Linked DNA regions of Rattus norvegicus: region 2 is linked to region 1. The links are chromatin contacts, called in public Hi-C maps. All regions are on one chromosome and are shown on one strand. The core of a region is the stretch at or near the end of the contact, and the rest is flanking DNA. Distances in the headings are between cores, read along the strand shown.

The links. A called contact is a pair of places that touch in the nucleus more often than the background predicts.
Region 2: a Hi-C map of the A7r5 cell line shows a contact between it and region 1, with 3 times the contacts expected there. The contact joins two enhancer-like sites. A contact is called at or near these places in 6 of 12 Hi-C or Micro-C datasets (the A7r5 cell line, the Rat2 cell line, Schwann cells and 3 more).

What each region holds. Positions count from the first base shown.
Region 1 is chr4:51,631,795-51,634,508 of GRCr8, forward strand. Cped1 (cadherin-like and PC-esterase domain containing 1) reads left to right here. Exons shown (of 22, transcript XM_039108607.2): 12 at 1,016-1,086. Among named protein-coding and RNA genes, the nearest start is that of Cped1, 150 kb to the left of the region's middle. Within about 2 kb of position 1,342, at least 2 of the 93 cell types and tissues checked have an H3K27ac peak or open chromatin away from gene starts, as enhancers often do. A contact at or near this core is called in the A7r5 cell line, where this site is marked.
Region 2 is chr4:51,792,570-51,795,283 of GRCr8, forward strand. The region is part of intron 3 of Wnt16 (Wnt family member 16); the gene reads left to right. Among named protein-coding and RNA genes, the nearest start is that of Wnt16, 7.2 kb to the left of the region's middle. Within about 2 kb of position 1,367, at least 1 of the 93 cell types and tissues checked has an H3K27ac peak or open chromatin away from gene starts, as enhancers often do. A contact at or near this core is called in the A7r5 cell line, where this site is marked.

The DNA.
Region 1 (2,714 bases), core at 92-2,591:
AAATACTAGTTAGCAGTCAGAGAAATCTTTTTAATGTATCAGGTTTTTTTGTTGTTGTTTTTTTGTTTGTTTGTTTTTGGTTGTTTTGTTTTAAGACTTCCTTCCTGCTGCTTCTGGGATGCCTTGCTGACCTCTGTGCCGCTCAGCCCAGTTTCTGGCGCTAGCATTTCATGGGGTCCTCACAGTGTTCCTGAGGACAGCAAATACTACTTATTAGCTCCACTTTAATGGGGTGACAGACAACACAGCATCATAACACAGGAAAGACACGTCCAGGGCTGGAGACCACAGTGCCCCGTGTTCTCTATTATCCAGACCGGACAAGTTTCTGATTGCACTTTAGGTTGTTTTAGTTCCAATTTTCAGGACTCGAAGGTTCATCCAGCCGAGCTTTTGGTTACTTCTACAACACAGAAAGCGAAGTGATCATGCCAAGATATAAACAGCCCTTGCCATCTCTGTGGTTACCAGGGAGGGTAAGAGCACACACTTTGGCAGCTCCAGTTGTTTCCTATAGCCACGCCCGTTTCTCTAATTTTGTGTACATTCTCGGGGCTGTGCCTCAGGACTTCCAAGGCTCTTGGCTTCAAAGCTACGGAATGTTAGGCAGAGATCCCAGTGAAAATGTGCATTTTTGAATCACCTCTGTTGGATCCAGGTTTTCTGAGGTTGCTCAACTTTCCGCTAGAGTGTGAACTTTTTTTTTTTTTTTTTTTTTTTTGGTTCTTTTTTTCGGAGCTGGGGACCGAACCCAGGGCCTTGCGCTTCCTAGGTAAGCGCTCTACCACTGAGCCAAATCCCCAGCCCCCTTTTTTTTTTTTTAAACTTGTTTTCTTCAACTGTGCATTTACTGATTAGAGGTGATAAGCTTGCCACCAGCTCACTGGAGGCTGGAGAGGCTGTTGCGGAATGAAATCTACCATTTCTGGTCTCTGCCAAAATAACTGTGCTCACCTGGGATGAGCGACAGTGTGTCACCTCGTTGACTTGGACTCCCTTGGTACTGTATTTGCAGGAATTCTTCAACAAGGAACCAGACCGTTGAGAAACCACACAGGTCATTGGAAGCCATCCAAAGTAAAAAAGGTAAAAGCATATCGTTCTACATAGTACAGCATAAAGAAAAGTGGCTTCTGGCTAACAAAAAAAGCATGTTTAAAATGGTTAAATTCGTTAGCAACAAAAACAAAAATTAAACAAGGGAACGGTATTTTTCTCCTCGAAATTGGGCTTTTTTTCTTAAAGAAGGAGAAGAGTGAGGGGAAGTGAGTAGTCTCGTAAGTATGGTGAGTGTTTACATTAGGGCACTTGATAGCTTAGAAAGTGTGGTTTAAAAGTCACTCTTGGAGCCTTAGCGCTCGGTGCTAGAGCACATACTTGGTATGCAGAGGCTCTAGGCTCAACCCTTAGTGCACGGGGAGAGATTATTTAGTTAAATAAAATGTCTCCTTACAGACCAGAAATCCAACTGCTAAATATTTGTTTTAAGAACGTAATCAAGAATATGTGTCGTTCTCAAACTCAGTGATGGACTGTAAACCAAAATTCTGCTTAGAAGATCCAGTGCAGCCTCAGTCAGTACTGCGAACCACACAGTACTAGACAAAGTCCTGGTTATAACCGGGATTCCTTAGTTAAAAGAAGCAGATATACTGATGGATCGCTTTCCTTAATATTTTCTTCTTGTATGACAAAAATTAGTTGTTGTTTATAGTCTTCTCTCATCCATTACATCCTGATTTCAATTTCTCCTTCTTCCCCTTCCACAGTCCCCCTACCTCTCAAACCCCTCTCTCCCCCAGACCCACCCTCATTCCACCCTGAGAAAAGAGCAGGCCTCCCAGGCCATTAAGCAAGCACAGCATAACAAAGCTACGGTAAGACCAGGCACATGCTATCACATCAAGGCTGGATGAGGCAAACCCAGCAAGAGAAGGGTCCCACATGCAGGCAAAAGAGTCATAGACAGTCCCCGCTTCCACTGTTAGGAGTCTCACAGGGACACGAAGCTACCCAGCCATAGCATGTACACCGAGGAGCTGGGTCAGACCCCTACAGTCTCCATGATCTCCTGGAGCCCGCATGAGTTTCTGTTGCTTCGTTCTGCAGGCCATGTTCATATGGTGTCCCTGATCCCTCTGGTCCCTTCCATCCTTCCTCTCCCTCCTCTGCGGGATGCCCTGAGCTCCTCCTAATGCTTGCCTGTGGGACTCTGCTCCCATGCGTTCCTGGATGAAGTTTCTCTGGCCCTTTTGATGACAGTTCTGCTAGTCTCTGGCCCCAGAACACTGCAGGCAGGACAAACTGTAGGTGGAACGTTTTGGGACTGGATTGATATTCCAATCCCCTCGCTTAAGACCTAGCCTAGTTACAGAGGACTGGCTGGGGCTCTGTGTCCCCCATTGCTAGGAGTTTTTGCTAGGGTTACTTTTATAGATTCCATTGCTCTGGGTTTCCTATCTCATCCCGGAAATGCCCCCTGATTTGTGTTGTTTCTCCCAGGACCCCCCCACACACACACACAATTGACTCCTCCTGTTCCCAACCCCACCCACCCCCGTCCACCAATAAAATCTATTTTTGTTTTCCCTGTCAAGGGATATCCTTGGTCCAGTCCAATACTGTGGTTCTCCATGGTGCTGTACTGAGCCTTCTAACTAGAACAGTGATTTAAGTTTCATCAGTGAGATTGAAGGACACTCGTCTGAGAAGTA
Region 2 (2,714 bases), core at 117-2,616, 160 kb after region 1:
GAATGTTCCACACCAGTTTCTGGCTATTCCTAGTAAAGTCAGGATAAAGTAGTGTGTGGAGAACAAGCTTCATCCACAGCATTGCCTTTGATCTAACACTGGAAAGCAGTGAGTCCTAAAACCATCTCTTGGGTGCTGTCTGTTTTTCCGCACTGAGTTCCAGCGACACATCTTTCCTATTTCACCGCTATTAGAAACTTACCGACCCAAAGCTTTCTGTGAGGAACCCCACAGATTAAATGCCACCTTCCTAATTGCTCTTCCATTGTTTACACTATAGCCACCCAAACGGGGCACATCTGTTTGCAATAGTTAACACAACCTTCCTTCGTTAACATTGTTATAAACCTTAACAACTCAACTAGAGGGGAGAAAGGAATTTTCCTATAACCACACACAATTCATTCGGTTGCTATTCTCTTTTCCAGTTACCAGAAAACATCAGGCAACCCCTGCAGTTCCACTAGCTATTTAACATTAATTAAGAACCACAGCAGAAAATACAACAGGGCGTGCGTTTTGGAGGGTCTTGGCAATATCTTTAAATATACTTATATTTTCCACTTTCACTCCTCTGCTTTTCTAAGATTAGCTCGTTGAGTTAAAAAGACTTCATATCATATATCACCAATTTCTGTAAGACAAGTGTCTTAACCACACTGTTTATTTTTCTATAAAATTGGAATCACAACTAAGTACTTGTTCATTACCTACATATTAAGTGAAAAGAATTTCTTGCTATAAAACCAGATCAAGTATGTGATTGTGATTTATGAAAATCTGTTCCAAGAAACACTAATGTTGGCAAAGTTAAACTGTGTGTATGCGCGCGCGTGCGTGAGTGTGTGTGTGTGTGTGTGTGTGTGTGTGTGTGTGTGTGTGCGTGTGTAGCCTAAAACAACTCCTTGTTTCATAAAATTCTCCAAGCAGGAACTGTATTGCTCTATTCCAATTCCGAATTCTATCTCTGGAGTATCATGGGGACATTGTTGTTCAAATTTGTTTCAAATTCGTGGAATTCTTCTCCTCAAAGTTCATTTCAATATGTAAATTCTAGAGGAGGAAAAAAAAATGTGTCCCATCTGTGATAAGAATACTATCTCTTCTACTTATGTTAGGTCCAAGTTCGATCAAAAGTCATAGAACTAGAAGTTTAAAAACATAATAGTAGAAATTGGGAACTCCTGTTATTTAAAGAGTTGTTTTCTAGAGTAGAAAATCCCTTAAAATCCTAATATAAGCTTAGTAGGTGACAAAATCGAATTTGCAAGTCTCTTTTTTTATTCTCCCAAACTATGAAGCAGTTCGGCTGACTCACACTGTCTGGGACAGAGTTATGACTGAGCTGGAGGAAAGCCCTCAGTTCCTGGTCTTTGGGAGGCATTGACACCCCCTCCCCCCCAGCAGCTACCTTGCTTCATGGAGATACTTTGTGTCACCTCTTCTCAGTCAGGTTAGCCACTGAGGAAGTTTTAAAACTGCTCCGTGTGAGTGAAGGCTTTAAAAGTCCTTAGGTGTGCCATCCACCCTGTCTTTGGTGCTTTGCAAACCAACACCACCCACATCTAAACCAGTGAAAAAAAGGAAGTTGGGCTCTCAGTCCTGAGCTGAAGGGAAGGTAGCTTTAAATCACCAAGTGATGACTATCAGGAACGCTGATCTGGTTTAAACATACGCTTTACTCTCAGGTCTGGGCTTCTCGGACAATTTATTTTATTACCTACACTGACTGAGCTCTCTCTCTCTTTTTTTCCATATACATTACCACTTAAAATATGAACAAAGGTTGCTGATTGCATTATTTTTAAACCTTTATCTGCATACAGATCTCTTAAAGGAGCAAGTATTTTGTGCATATCAAATGCTGTGTATCAGATTATCCAAGTGCCATAGTTTATGAAGTGAGTTGTTCTTTTATCACCGTAGGGTGGTTTTGCTTTTGCATATTAAGAAATAGATGCAGTTATTAGTTTTGAAGCTTTAGTAACAAAAATGATTATACCAGACGGTCTAGACAGGACAGGGTTTGAATTCTATTCTATTGATTGTTTTAAGTGCTACCAAGAAGTATTAAACATTGTACAAATCAATATCATATGTTCTCATTTAAGTCTGCAGTTCAACGTTACTTGTTTGAAATATTCTTCGTGGTTAGACTGTTAGAATGTTAGAAAAATGCCCTTCTGCAGACATCTCAATAGTAATAGAGCCTTGGTCATTTTGTAGTTTTGATAAGAGCTGTAAGTAGAATTTAAACTGCTTTTGTGAAGTTATATGCTTAATTTTTAAGTCATTGAATTGGGCGGATTCATTTTTCATTTTGCCCAGCATGTTGACAGAATGTGAACCCTACAACTAGTCCTGACGATTTATTAATCTGCTCTGCCATCGTCTGGGGACCGAAGGAAACAATGTTGATACAGAAGAGGTTAGAGCCCTAAAACTTAAGAACCCTTTTGATTGTTAGTTGAGGCTTATTGAAAAATTCGTCTTAACTCTTATGCTGACTTCATCACAGAGAGGAGTAGTTAGACCTTAACATGCCTCAAACAATGGGTTATTACAAATGTTTGTGACTTCATTTAGTGCCCTAGGCTGTATAAACTGAACTCCACACTTAGAAATAAATTTAAAACGATATTAGCATGGACTTCCTTTCCTTTCTTCAGACAAGGTCCGACTCTGCAACCAAGGTTAGCCTGGGGAACATAGTG